Regions from separate parts of the Mus musculus genome. Here region 1 is linked to region 2. A link is a contact called in public Hi-C data. All regions are on one chromosome and are shown on one strand. The core of a region is the stretch at or near the end of the contact, and the rest is flanking DNA. Distances in the headings are between cores, read along the strand shown. Region 1 has its middle 58 kb from the start of Tenm3. Region 2 overlaps Tenm3 (teneurin transmembrane protein 3).

Region 1 (6,944 bases), core at 597-3,096, 190 kb before region 2:
AATTAATAACTTGAAAACTTTCTTCTGCAATAACAAAACTGCCAGATCTTCTGTCAGAGCCACCAGTTTCAACGCAAATGACAGTTAAGGACTTCTGAGTCTAAGTACTGCGGGTGGGACTTTAGTAGAAAGTGCATCTGTACTCCATGTAAGGCAAACTCTACATGGTGAGTCTGACACCCATGAAGAACCCACAGATCAGGCTGTAACAAACTCATTCTTCATGGTGTCTCCTTCTTCACCTGTGGCCTTCTAAACTCTTGTGCTCCTGTCTGAAGAGGGAGGGTGGCTTTGCAGTCATGAGTTTTATTTCAGGTGTTAATCTAGAAATTTTAATGAATTTTGATATTTTTGCTTCTACACAGAGAGATTGAGCTGTGTTGGAAGCTTTCCATTTGCACAATAGCCCCAAATAATGCGAAATTAAATGGAAAGCGTTGTGGGCCAAATCCTGTTGGATTATTATTTTTAACTTCCTCTTTTCTTTCTTTCAAACGGTGCTTTAAAAATAACTATTAAAAAAAAAAGTTACCCCTGAGTGCATTTTCTTCTCACAGCTTCACAGAGAGCTCCCTCAGTGTGGAATTCGTTGGGGAAAAAAAAAAAAAAAAAAAGGTTCTAAATACATTGAAGAGTTCCTTGTTGATTGTAGCTACCAAAGGATATAATGGTTTTACATTTGGCAGCAGCTCTCCAACTTGAGCAAGCTTTCTACAGAGTCCCTTGAAGGACTTCCTAAGGGCAGCTCATTTACTCTACCAGGATGGGGCCCAAGAATTTTCCTGTCTAGGGTTTAGGGGTATAAATGAATCTGGGAAGTGCTTGAATTTGAGTTTGATTCCTGGAACCTACAGGAAAAGGGTGTGTGTGTGTGTGTATACAGCATGGATTTGTAATCCCTAGAAGACTGAAGAGTTACAGACAGACAGATCCCTGGGGACTGCTGGCTCATTACCCTAGGCTGCTTGGTGAGTTCAAGGCCAGTGAGAGATGATAAAGAAAACAAGGTGGGTGGTGCTGGAGGAAAGGCCCTCAAGGTTGTTCTCTGACCTCTCCCTGCGGGCATATGCAAGCCATGCGCACTGTCCAGAAATATGCATCAGCATGTGCATAAATACACATATACGCACAGAGGGAGGGAGGCAGCCAGGGAGGGAAGAAGAGAGAGTACTTTAATAAGTGTCTTTAGGCAGTTTTGGGAAAGACTGCTTAGTTATGTCACATGGACCACGCACATATATGTGAATGTGTGCTATGTACACGTATGTAGTCATCTTAGTGCCCCCATACAGTTGTAGCTGGTTCTATGACTTGCTCGCATCACACCTCTGGAAATACCCCAAAATGAGCATGCTCAAATCCATATATAAGACAGTATAGTATCTTCAACCTGCTTATAGTTTAAATTATTCTTAAATTATGTAATCTGTAACATACATATTATGTATCAATTATATATAATATATAATAATATTGCATATCAATATATATGATAGATATTTAGTATAGATAGATTTATGTCTTATGTATTATATATTGGTATCTTATAATAGGTAGTGTAATGTCAGGGCTATACAAATGGTTTCTTTGCTGTATTGGTATAGGAGATGATGACAAAATAAACCTGTACGTGTTCGGTATGGATGAAAATGGTTTCGAGTAGCTCCTGTCCACACTTGCCCGCAATGACCGACGTGCGTGTATGTAGAGGGCCGCCTATGTATTTTTCTTGGTTTCGTTGTGGTGCAATCCAAGGCAACCTCTGAATCACGGCTGTCCCCCAGACTTTAGAGGACACTGTGGTTAATGACTCTGTAGAAAGGGCCCTGCCAGTAATAGCCTTAAAGTGACTTGTCTGTTGGCAAACAGCAAGGTAATGGAAGTGAGTTCAGAGGACACAGCACTCGAGGTGACAGGATGTGAGAATCCAGAGGACGAGGCATACTGTGAATCCATACACTGCTCAAGGACACATCCCTGTGGCATTGATGTGAAACTCCAACTGAGTATCCGTGAAGGAAATGGACAGCAGCCGAACAGCAAAAGGAGCCACCGGGTTCCCTGGGATGTCTTCTTGTTTAATTGCAGCTCAGTGACACAGATACGGCTGTCCACCTTTCCCGATCAGACATTTAGATCAGGAAAACCAAAATAAACACAAACAAAAAACCCCCACAGGACTGTCCAGTGTCGTAAAACTGTTTCATGCTAGAGTTGACCTTCAAGCCTGTTTAAGTGGCCCCCAGCTGCCATCTGGGCCAAGATGCTACACTGTGAGGGAAGGAACAGTGTTTGCTGTTTATATTATGATGCCCCCCCACACACACACCAAATCTTACTGCCCATTTGTCACCCTTCCTATGTTGACAGTATAGTAATGTATTGTGAATAGAAGACAGTCTTGCCATTCAGGAGCACATGGTGTAAATGTATAAAGCAAGCATGTGCCTGGTGAGATGGTTCAGGTAACGGTGCTTGCTGCTAAACCTGATGGCCTGGCTTTAAAGCCCTTGATCTCTGTTGCCGTGAAAGGAAAAAAGAAACGATTGAGGATTGCCCTCTGACCGCTGTGCACACACTGTGGTTGGGACATATGAACCTTGCTCTCTGTCTCTCTTATACACACACACACACACACACACACACACACACACACACACACAGAGAGAGAGAGAGACAGACAGAGACAGAGACACAGAGAGAGACAGAGTGAGAAAGGGAGAGAGAGAGAGAATATCTGTTTTTAAAGAACCAAAGGGTACTTTGTGGACATCAGGATTATATAAAATATGTGTGTAAAGAATATAGAATGACATATATTGTGTACTGTATATATTTTCTCTTTCAATGCACTGACGGGTATGGATACATTTTTTATGCACATAAAACTCCTACTGTGTGTTTTCTTGAGTTCTGTGCTGGCAAATAGGGTGTTTTGTTTTGTTTTTGGTTTTTTGCTAAATAAACCCCACCAAAACATTGACATGAAATAGTTTACATGATTTCTAATGACCTCATTAGAGAATTAATAACTTATGTCCAACAAGATTCTCACGGGGAAAAGCAAATTCAGTATCTTGCCTCTTAAACTGTGCAGGAGGAGCATCGTCACTGTGGATGCGTTTCGGGTTTGTAGCTATGCAAGTGTTACTGAGTGGGAAAGGCCAATCTGAGTTTTAACTGCCATCTTAGCGAATGCTTTTTGTAAGACCATGTGGTGTCTGATTCTTATCTACTGTCAGGATCTGGAGGAGCAGTCTGACAGAGGAAGCCCCTACCCCAACTCCCCTCAACCAGCATTTGTTATACAAGCAGTCTCCAAAGAACAGAGCTTTGAGTCGTTGGACATGCATGGCTCAGCAAAGCCAGTGACTTTTAAAAGACTTTCATCTGTACTGAAAAGTCCATTTGGGGCTCGTCCCGCTCTTACGATTGTGGTTCTAGAGAGTAACAATTTTCTTTTAAATGATAAAGTAATGATGTGGAGAGATATCTTTGTTGAAATATAATAATAACCTCCCCCATTTTGCCAGCACCTAACCTACAAAGCCAAAAGCAAACCAGTAAAGACATATCCTATAGAAGAATACATCTAAGTAACAGAGAGGGTCGCCCTAGTGGATGTCTCTAGAAAGCCTGCTGGAGGCCAAAGTCAACCCATCTGACTTGGCACTTCACAGAAAATTCATGGGACCACTTTCAGACCTCAGAAGTTGTCTTTAGAGATGCTTAAGGAAGTTAGTTCCCTTCCAGGTCTCTTCTTCCCCTGTGCTGAAGAGCAAGGGTGTGAAAATAAGACAGGCAGGACCATAGAGCCAGTTGGTAACTTAATGTAGCAAACAACACACGGTCCACTGAAGAATGTCAGACAGAGTGGGGATGATGGAGCTACGAGAGTCTGCATTCCATCTTCCTCTTATGATTTTGTTTGTTTTTGACAATTTACTCTCAACTCCAAAATGACTGCACTAAACAGTGTTTCTGAATACTTTTTCAAATACATGGTTTTTTGTGTGTGGTTTACTCTAAGTTCAGCCTTCACTAACAAGCAGTTAAGGTAATTTTACATATTACAGAAAGACAAAATACTTGATCAAAAATATTGCTAACACTAAAATATTAATCATTAATAGGTTATAATTGTTATCTTGGTGCCAACAGATAACAAGGGTCTAGGAATGAGTTTTTTTTTTTAAGATAGTTTCTTACTCAGTAAATAGTTATTGAGCACAGGATAAAGTTCTGGTCACTGAAATGGACATTTCATATGGTAAGTTTGTCATTCTAAAAGTTGCTTTGGTTTTTAAATAAAGCCTTCCACAACGGCAGCACAGAAATAAGTGAGCGTTGTCCTTCAGAGAGTGTCACCAGAGAGGCTAGGACTGTTCCACTGCAGTGATGGTCTTCTCTGTGTGTGGCAGACAGATAATGGATGTGTAGGAATCGGGTACAGTTAGTCTCATTACCCAATATTGGACCCTGAGTGTTCCCATTCGTACACATTCTTCATGGGCCTGTACTCTCAAACTCTAGGTGTTTAAACTAGCAAAGTCACTATTGAAGAGTATGTGCTTTTAGCCAGGACAATTGGGAAACTACCAGAAAATAATAGGGGCTTAAAAGACTGCTTGCCAAGGTTTGCACCAAGGAAGGTCCCAAGAGAAGCACTGTCCAAATCAGGGAAAGACTGACCAGTTTGCCAGGGTCTCTGTTTCACTTTGAAAGATGCCAGCTCGTTGGTTTCAGCATGGGATTATCTCAGGTGCTATTACATGTTACACAGCCCACACCATCCATCACTCGTCATGTTATGAATCTTTTGTACACTTCCAGGACCTGCTGGGTTATTTTTAACTTGCGCTTCACCTGGCAAGCACAAAAGCCACTTGAACCCTCACCCCTAAGTTTGAGGCTTTTCCAAAGTGTACTAACTGGTTAATCTTCACCCCAAGACTGCTGTTTTGTAATCAGGGCATCATCGGTAAGAGGGCAGGCGGGGGCTGTGTTGCTTTCAGCTGACTGGTGTGATACCCAATGAAAAGTCTCATCCTTTACAGCAATAGGGGTGTCGGGGTGTGGAGCATCTGATAAACTCATGACTATGTGTCATATGTAATGACTAAATGACCCAACTAAATGAAAATTTAAAGATTTTAATTAGGAAGTTAAATTGTCACCAACTATTTACATGGATGTCCTCAAACTTCATTTGCTTTGACTTCTGTGGAAGCTTCACAGTAGTGAGGGAGAGGCCTTAAGGGACAGTTCAGCCATTCCCCTACTCATCCAGGTTTGGGGAATTGTTCGTCCCTTTGTGCTTCTGTGAATGCTTGCTAGTATCTGTATTGATCCACAGCCGTGTTTCTGTAAAGACCCGAGATACTGGGGAGTCAGGCACTATTGTATCAGCATGTCACAGCCCAGGTCTGGATGGGCTTTCAGACATCTGCAGAGGTGAAAAGGACAGAAAGGAATGCAGAGGGAGAAGTTGAAGCAGAGGGATTTGTTTTCACAAAACAGGGCCACGAAAGTCCCCGAGACAGTGGACCAGGGGACAGAAGCCTAGGAGCATAGAAGCCAGTCTCCAAGGCTGTTGGATGCTTAAAGGGACAAATGGGTGAATGTGTGTGACAGAGAAGGGCTAGAGGAAATGTCACATGGGGTGACAGGGAATATGATTTTTACCCTGTGATCCCACCCCCCACCCCCATACTCAGTGGACATAGAGTTGACACACTCAGAGTTCTGGCTCCCACTCGCTGCCTTACCTCTCCCCTCTCCCCAGCTAAGGTTGGAAAATGGAAGGGACCGGGAACTGGAATTGGAGGGAACCCTTTCCAAAAGAAAACAAATGAACGAAACCAATTTAACTAGTTATTTCAGTTAAATGTAAATAAGCAAGAAGGTAGAGGGACGAAAGCAGATGGACTTCCATGACAGCCCAAGCCTTACACCCAAGTCACTGATTTTAAAAAATGTTCAGGTAGGACATGGTTAGGTAGGTTCATCTGTGAATAACTTGGACCCTTAAAGGACAGAGATCCTATGATAAGTTGTGTGTGTGTGTGTGTGTGTGTGTGTGTGTGTGTGTGTGTGTGTGTGTTTCAAGATAGAGACTCTACGTAGTCCTGGCTCTCCTGGTCAGCCTCTGCCTCCAGAGCACTGGGACTAAAGGCATGAGCCACCACACCTGGCAGAGATCCTGTAACCAGAATATACTTAATTCTTCCTTGACACTTCAAACCTTCATCGCAGCATATTACAACTGTGATGTCTCACGGAAAATTGCGTTACACTGACCTTTAACCTGCGTGTGGATTCTAGCGCTGATTGACAGGTCCTCAAAAAATAAGCGCTACGCAGACACTGGCAATTAGGTAGTGCTTTGTGTCCTATCGCTGTCTCCTTTCTTGAATTCTTACAGGTTCCCTCAGCTCCGGCTGTTTTAGAACTACGGTCAGGTGGTGGAAATTCCTCCTCCTCCCACAGTTGTCTTGAGGATTTTTCTTGCTTGTTATACCTGATCGTGTTTCCTTAGGACCTGGCTCCGTCTCTATAAGCAGGTAGTTATCAGCTTACAGCTGGGGTTGTCCTTCTTTCTGGAAAGTTCAGCGTCCCCCTTTCCAAGAGCAGCTGGGAAGACCTTCCCTTGAAATCTAGTCTTTAGGGCATCCATTGATTTAGAAAGACCCCGGTTCAGGGTCAAAAGAGCAGCCCAGGATGAAAGCAATCCTTGCAAATGAGGCCTTTCCACCCCTTTGTTATACCTAGGTGAGGCAGGGCGAATCTCTTGGTGCGGTGCAGGTGCGTCCAGTGGTGCATTTCAATTCTGGTCACAGAAGAAGGAGACATGTCCTTGAAAACCCGCACTGCCTACTTTTCACCAGAGTTAAGAAGGAGGACACGGAGAGAGGAAAACAGTGGGGATTTGGAGATGTTTCGAT
Region 2 (7,297 bases), core at 2,179-4,678:
TCATCTCTTAGGCCGTTTCTCTGGTTCACCACATGGCTGCCTCGCCTTCCTATTGTCTCGCTTCCAACCTCTACCATCTCCTTCTGAGTCTTTGCCAGACCCTTCCTGGTCCTGCCTCAGCCTCCGCTGCTCTGTTCGTTCCATCCATGTGCCAGCAGCCTTTGTGCTGTGGGCAACCCACTCTTCCTATTTCACCAGTCTGCCAAGAGTCTGCTTGCGTAGCATATCTTCTCTGAAGAAGCCTTTCCTGACTGCCTGGGGCAAAGTCTTCTTTTGCCCTTGCATGGCACCCTATACATATTTTTGAATAGCACTTACCAAGTTATAGTCATAGTCATAGTCATCCGATTGCATTGCTCTCCCCAGCGGGGGACAAGTTCTTTCAGGTCACAGCCTTAGTCATTTTCGTATGCCAGCGTCATCCTCGATGCTGAGACAACAGTTGTCAGTCAACGCTTGTTGAATGAGTATACTAAATACAGTTTGATTTATTGAGGACTGTAAGTCACCTTTGTGAGAGCATCAGTTATCTTATTGGTCTGTGTTAAAAGTATTAACAGTCTCTTTGGTTGCGGTTGATGGCTAGGTATGCCCTGTCTGAATGGCCCTCTGGTGGCAATGCCTACACTTGTTATTCTGACCCATTTTTGAGTCTTTACTGGGCTAAATGTTGTACACATCCCATATGGTTTTCTCACAACATCTCCAAATGAGATGTCCCATATTGCTGATGGGAAAATTGTTTTTGTATAGGGTAAGAAAGTTCAGAGTTCTACTGGTGGTGAATGGTCAGATGGTAATTTGAACGTTCTCATCTTCTGACTTTCAACTTGCTCTCCTGAGTATCACGTTGTTGTTGTTGTTTTTGTTGTTATTGTTGTTGTTGAAGTTGAAGCATTCCCCACCCATCTAGTTGGACATCAAAACCCATGGCCTCCTGCATTCGAATTGAGCACACTCCCAAATTCTTTCATTAACTGTTTAAAGTGGTTATATAAACCTATTTAAAGTTAACTACTCACATACAGGAATAAGTTTTAGATGAGGGTTTCCACTCTTCCCCTCTGCAATTTCCCCTTTCATTTCTTATTACCGCATCAAGTAACTAAGATGCGTTTTTGGTGCTATTGTAATTTGTGCACAAAATAGGAACAGAAAAGTTCTGAGTTAGGACTTTTTCTCAGACCTAATCGTATTAGCTTTATTAGTTTTAACTTCTTGGAAACCCTCTTGAACTAATACCCTGTTTCTTTGCATTTTGACTCAAGTGAGATTTTTGAATAATTGAATTTCGGGTAGGTGCTGGGTAAGGACTTTTAAAAGAGAGTTCTAGTAGTACATTTGAATAAGAAAACAGCTATCCCACAGTTAACATCGATAAAGACCCTTAGTGATCTCCAACGTACCAGGTCTCAGCCACACTGTGCTACACCTCTAGCCCTGAAGGCTTTTCTGATTTTTGAGATAAGGTTGCATGGTCCTCCAGAGAACTTGAACTGCTAGACTCTAGTAGATCTCAGGCCTCAGACTTCTGAATAGCCTCGAATGTGTGCTTTAAACTGGAAACTTCTGATGAGAGTCTTTTGATGGAGGAAGGCAGTGAAGATGGATGGCCTGGTTAGGTTTTGTCCACTTGACACAAACTAGAATGACTTGGGCATTTTCTTGATTAAGTTTTGATGTAGGAGGACCCAAGTCACTGTGAGCAGTGCCGCCCTGGGGCTGGTTGTCCTGCACTGTATAAGAAAGCAAGCTGACCAAGCCGAGAGGATCAAGCCAGCAAGCACCATTCCTCCGGTGGTCTGTGCCTTCTACTTTAGTTCTTGCCTCCAAATTCTTGCCTTGGGTTCTTGCCTTGGCTTCCCTTGATGATGCACTGTAATCCATGATGATGTAATCCATGAAAGGAAACGAGCTGTTTCCTCTCCCCAACTTGGCTTTGCTCAATGATAAGAGCAGCAAAAATCAGACCAGAGCAGAAGATAACTTATTTATGTGTTCATATGTGTGCACACATGTTTGGGCACGCGCATGTAGATACCGAAGATCGACCTTCGTTTTCTTCCCTCAGACCCCACCCAGCTCTATAACGGGGCCTTGTCTACTAAGGTTGGCTGTCTGATCTGTGACTCCAGGAAGCTTCTTGTTTCTGCTCCCATACTACCAGGAGCCACCACTGTCCTCTGCTTTTTAATGGGAGATTTTTAATGTGGGAGATTTGAACTCGGGATTCCTGCCCAGTGGCAAGCACTTCACGGAATGCACTCTCTCCTCTGCTGGGCAAGATATATTCTTTAGAATGACAGTTTCGAGTAAAGTCAATATGCCAAAAGGGCTGGGGTAGAAAAAAAATGAATGGTTTTCTTTTCTTTTTCTTTACTTGCTGCTCAGAGAGACAAGGAGTGCTCTTCTCATAGAAAAAGAGACTGAATTTCTGTTCTCTTGCCCTGACAAACAAAACAGCCCATGAATTAAAAAACAAAACAAAAACAAACAAACTACCACCACCAAAAACCCAATATAACTAAGTTCTCTTAGGAAAATACGTACAAATTGGAGACCTTAAGACCCAAGAGTCTTGAGAATCAACTAACTGAGACTGCAAATTTCTGCCGGGCGTGGTGGCGCACGCCTTTAATCCCAGCACTTGGGAGGCAGAGGCAGGCGGATTTCTGAGTTCAAGGCCAGCCTGGTCTACAGAGTGAGTTCCAGGACAGCCTGGGCTACACAGAAAAACCTGTCTCAAAAAAAAAAAAAAAGAGTGCAAATTTGTTAGCAGAGAGGCTAAAGCCTCACAGTAGTTGCGATAGTTCACTTCGACAAACTCGTATGAATTTACTTTTCCTTATTTCTCTGTCCTTTCTCTTTGCTTCACTGGAGTTTGAACGCAGGAGCTCAGGGCCTGGCACATGCCAGGCAAGCACCCCACCGTTAAGATATATATATAATCAACCCTTATTTGCGGTGTAGCCATGGGTAACTACATACCTGGAATCTTCTTGCCTCAGTTCTCAGAGTGCCTGACCTGCAGGTGTGGACCACTGTATGGGCTTCATGATAATAAACCCTTTATATCTACATTTGACTTCCAGAGCAAACCACGTAATTAAATACTCTTCTAAATCCCATCTTGTTAGAGGTTAAACCCTGTGAGAACCTAAGAAGGTCGTGTTCTTTCTCTCATGAGAGTGGGGCTGGGGACTTTAAGAAGTGTGTAGGCTCCAGGGCCCTAAATATGTATGTAGCTGGCTATTTATGAAATAAACCCTGTCATTGCCCCTTGTGTTGTAGGTGAGGCTTAAAGAGATTGAATAGTTTGCAGGAGGTTATTGAATCACTAAATTGCAGAATGAGATCAGAGCTCATGTTTGTATTTGACTGAAATTTGTATCAGTCAACACTGCTGCCACCGAAGTGTGAGTTGCCAACTAGGATTTGTCCTGACCTCAGTCCTAGCTTTGTATCCCTTGTCTGACACGACCAGGAATGTGACGGCTGCATAGACCCTTCCATCAATACTGTCACCACTGACGGTAGCCAAGATGCCCATATTCGCTCAAGGCAAATTGTTTTATTTATCAACAAGTACAAGGTGTTTCTGTCCAGTCCTCTCTTTGTCTTTAACTTTAATTTTGTTTATTCTTGGGAGCCATGATTGTAAATGATCACCTATGGTAAGGCTAATGTCCATTCCCTGATTAATATCCAACAATGATTAGCATCATTGATTGGAAAATTAGTAAATTATGCCCCCATTGACGTTTCTAGCTCCCATTTAATAGCTTGTTTACTTAATTGATAGCTAATGTGTTGACTTTTTAAAAGCTATTAACACATCAAAATAGTATTTATTGAACCTGGCAAAATGATAAATTATGTGTTTGTTTACTCTTTCATTCCCAAGGCTGATCTATCAGTGGTCTTGTCCTTTTTTTTATTTTATTTTATTTTATTTTTAATGGTTGTTCGTTTGTTTTTGGTTTGGTTTTGTTTTTTAAATTTTGTTTTGTTTCTTTATAATTTGTTTTAATCCTCTGAGGTTCTTTACCTAGGATATCAAGTAGAGCAGCGTAATTTCTAGAAAGCATGACCTTGGAAAAGTTGCCTGACTTTTCCTGGGCGTTCCCAACAAATGACTCTCTAAAACAAAGCAGCTTCTGAGAGAAGTTCCGTAGGGTTTCTTCACTCAAGTCAGAATCCTCAAAAGAAAAGAAGTGCCCTACGAGCACTGAATGTATGCATGATTTGCATCTGTTTTTCTACCCACGCGTTTTGTTGGTCCTGCTGAGGAAATGAAGTCATCTTAGGCAGAAAAGCTTTAAGAGACCAATATTCTCCTACTTAACTTTCAGGAAGATGGCTGCCAAGGTGGGCTGCCCCTGCTTCTCAGTGTGCTCTGCATTGTGTAGAAATGTCGCTGGTCCCATGCTCGTTTTAGTACTGTTTGCCAGCACAGGTTTGAAGCCACCCTTTTGAAATGGAGTTTATTTGTGAAACAGTCTTGTTCCATAGGCACACCTCAATGCTTACCATCCTTGAAGGCTTAGTATATCAGCACTTGGCTCTTCCCAGCCCCCTCTAAAACATCACATCAGTTCTCAAGAGAGAGTATTTACCACAGTTAATTATATTCAGGGAAAAAAAAACCCAATGCTTAAAAGCCTTCTAGGCCTTTTCACAGAGGAATTTCGGTATCATATGGAGAAATGGCTGCCTCATTTGAGGAAGGCTGAAAGCCCTTACTGGATGCTTTGAAGGCAATAATAGTTATCTGGATGAGTTGTAGCATACTTTTAGAAGTTTAATTTAATATATGTATGTATATGTTTGTATATGTATGTATATGTTTGTATATGTATGTGTATATATATATATATATATATATATATATGCATACACACACACACACACACACACACACACACACACACACACACACACACGGGGACTTAGGGATGGTTGACCAGTGGGTATGTGCACGTAGGTGCAGCTGCCTGTAGAAGCCAGGGATGCCAGATACTCAGGCTGTTATAGAGAGAGGCTTAGATGGGCTCTGGGAATGCAACTCAGGTCTGTTGCAAGAGCAGTCCACTCTGAGCTGAGCCCCAGATTGTAATATTTTTGGAAGCAAAGCTACAGCATGTTACAAACCTTTACCCATCACACGAGTAAGGACCAACCAGGATGGAGCTCTTAGTGGACCAAAAAAAACCAAAAAATTAAATTCAGAATTTCAGAAACCAAAACAGTGTAGCTGTTTTTAACGTAAGCCATGGAAGAGGAGCACGCGCTGTGGCCTTTTGAAATGACAAAGGTCCATGAACGTGTGATAATGCATTTGAGTCCTGTAAAGTGTTGTTTAACCGCCACACCTACTGCATTCCACACAAGAGGTAGAGCTCACTGATCACGTGAAGCCCCTGCTTGGGGACAGAACATTTAAGATATGAGCTTATCCATCAGCTAAAAACCTCCCATCCTCCACCCTGGCTCTCCCCACGCTGGGACTGAGCCGAGGGCTGTATTGCATGACTTGCATCCACCGCTTTCTTAAGGGAAGTCAGTCCCTAAGTTTAAAAAGTGCCTTTACACGGCATCTATTGAAACTCAGCAAGTTTGAGTCCATTTAAGCTAACATAATCCCAGTGTATATAAGCAATCAGTTATTAAGAATCTTACAAACCTTTTTTGAGAGGGGGAGCTCATATCTTTCCCAGTCTCACCCTCGATTTTATCTTTAGTTCAGAAATAACCAGTGTCTGATACCACTTTGATCTCATCTATCCCCCCCCCCCCCAAAAAAAAAAGCCTGCTTAAACAAGGGATAGGATATTGGCTAGGGCCAAAGCAGGGCGGAAGATGGCTCGTGAGCAAACTTTCAAAGTGGGAATGTGTGAAGTAGATTTGATCAGCCAGTCAGTAACCGACATTGAGCAGGAAGTTCATGAAAGGGACTTCTGGAGGATGAGGTCAGAAAAGTGAATTTAAACCAGTGTTCGGAAGACCCGGCGTCTGAAATGTCAGTGCGTAGATGTTTATTAAGGAACCCACTGGAACTGTGGCATGTATCAAGTATCAAGTATCATAGTTACATAGTATCAAGTGGAAAAAAGGATACTAGTTAGTGTATTCACAGTAATGATAGATTTTCATTACATTGACCCTACTCACTCATATCTTCTGTAAAATAGCTTGCATTCTGTGGTTTGTCAATGTAGAATTCCTTCTGAAGACTGATATCCTCAGAGCCTAGGTCAGTCATTGGCACGTGACTGATGTTCAGTGAACATGTGTTGAATTGGAGGAAGGAGCAGACCAAGACCCTAGAAGATGGAGTAAGACTTTAGAGGGTGTGTGCTTACCCTACGACAGATCGAGGGTTGTTTGTAGGGCTGGGCTCCTACGTTTAAGTTCCATTGCATGCTAAACTGTCAGCCGGCCGTTTCCATTGGCCTGACTTGGCTTCCCTCCTGTTCCATTCTCGACCCCAACTCTGTAAGTCCACTTCTTCTATGAAATCATTGCAAAGTAGGCCCTGTGAGTGCTTATTTCTCCCCCTGAACTGTTCCCAGCTCGCATTCCCTTACAGGTTGGCTGGGTGAGATCATCCCATAGCTTTTGGAGAGGCTCCAATTCCAGGACCAGAAATGGTGCCTTCCCTTTGGAATTTTGTGGGTTTACTTTTGATCAGAGGGGAGGGTGGGGAAGTATCAGAGGAATATATTTATGCTCTTGGACAGAAGCCCGAAAACATGCACTGAAATTGTTTTTGTCAGATTGGAAAGGAGCTCTGAAAACTGACATCCCTTTGTGTTTTCTCGTTTGCAACGGAAACAACAGAAACCCGGGCGATTTCTCTGGCTCTCTGTGTAATGACCTTGCGAATCCCTGATTAGCTCATCATGGTGCAATTTAAAAGCAAAAGGGAGAGAAGTAACAAGTGTGGCTCTGATTCCAAGTGACAACCTTGAAGGTACTTCGGCCACGGCCACACAAGGGACAGTCGTGTGAGAACATTGCAAGAACCGAGCACCAGCTCGCCATTGTCATCGCCTGCGTTTTACTTAGTGAGAACATTAGCTACTGCGTCTACTGGCAGCGCGTCGCTGCATTTTAGTAATACGGTTGATGGAGTACTTTAATCCAACTAGTATCGCTTGTGTCTGTATTTTATAATAATTTCTTTCCCTGAAAAAAAAATGTTCTTCATTACTAAGGTCAATTAAATATCAAGGAGTAAAAGTTCTTCTGTGGGTGAAGAAATTGAACCCTGTGATAAGCACGCGTCGTCGACACT

What was found. Hi-C and Micro-C count contacts between places; a contact is called where the count stands out from the background.
Region 1: a contact with region 2 is called in a Hi-C map of liver, with 4 times the contacts expected there. The contact joins two enhancer-like sites. A contact is called at or near these places in 15 of 484 Hi-C or Micro-C datasets (the HL-1 cell line, cerebral cortex, embryonic stem cells and 2 more), 7 of 115 datasets of contacts at active chromatin or transcription factors (embryonic forebrain, embryonic stem cells, forebrain and 1 more) and 1 of 9 other capture datasets (adipose tissue).

Annotation. Positions count from the first base shown.
Region 1 is chr8:48,728,878-48,735,821 of GRCm38.p6, reverse strand. It overlaps a transcript of Tenm3 not described here. Among named protein-coding and RNA genes, the nearest start is that of Tenm3, 58 kb to the right of the region's middle. Within about 2 kb of position 1,846, at least 7 of the 459 cell types and tissues checked have an H3K27ac peak or open chromatin away from gene starts, as enhancers often do. A contact at or near this core is called in liver, where this site is marked.
Region 2 is chr8:48,541,967-48,549,263 of GRCm38.p6, reverse strand. The region is part of intron 2 of Tenm3 (teneurin transmembrane protein 3); the gene reads left to right. Among named protein-coding and RNA genes, the nearest start is that of Gm39178, 120 kb to the left of the region's middle. Within about 2 kb of position 3,428, at least 5 of the 459 cell types and tissues checked have an H3K27ac peak or open chromatin away from gene starts, as enhancers often do. A contact at or near this core is called in liver, where this site is marked.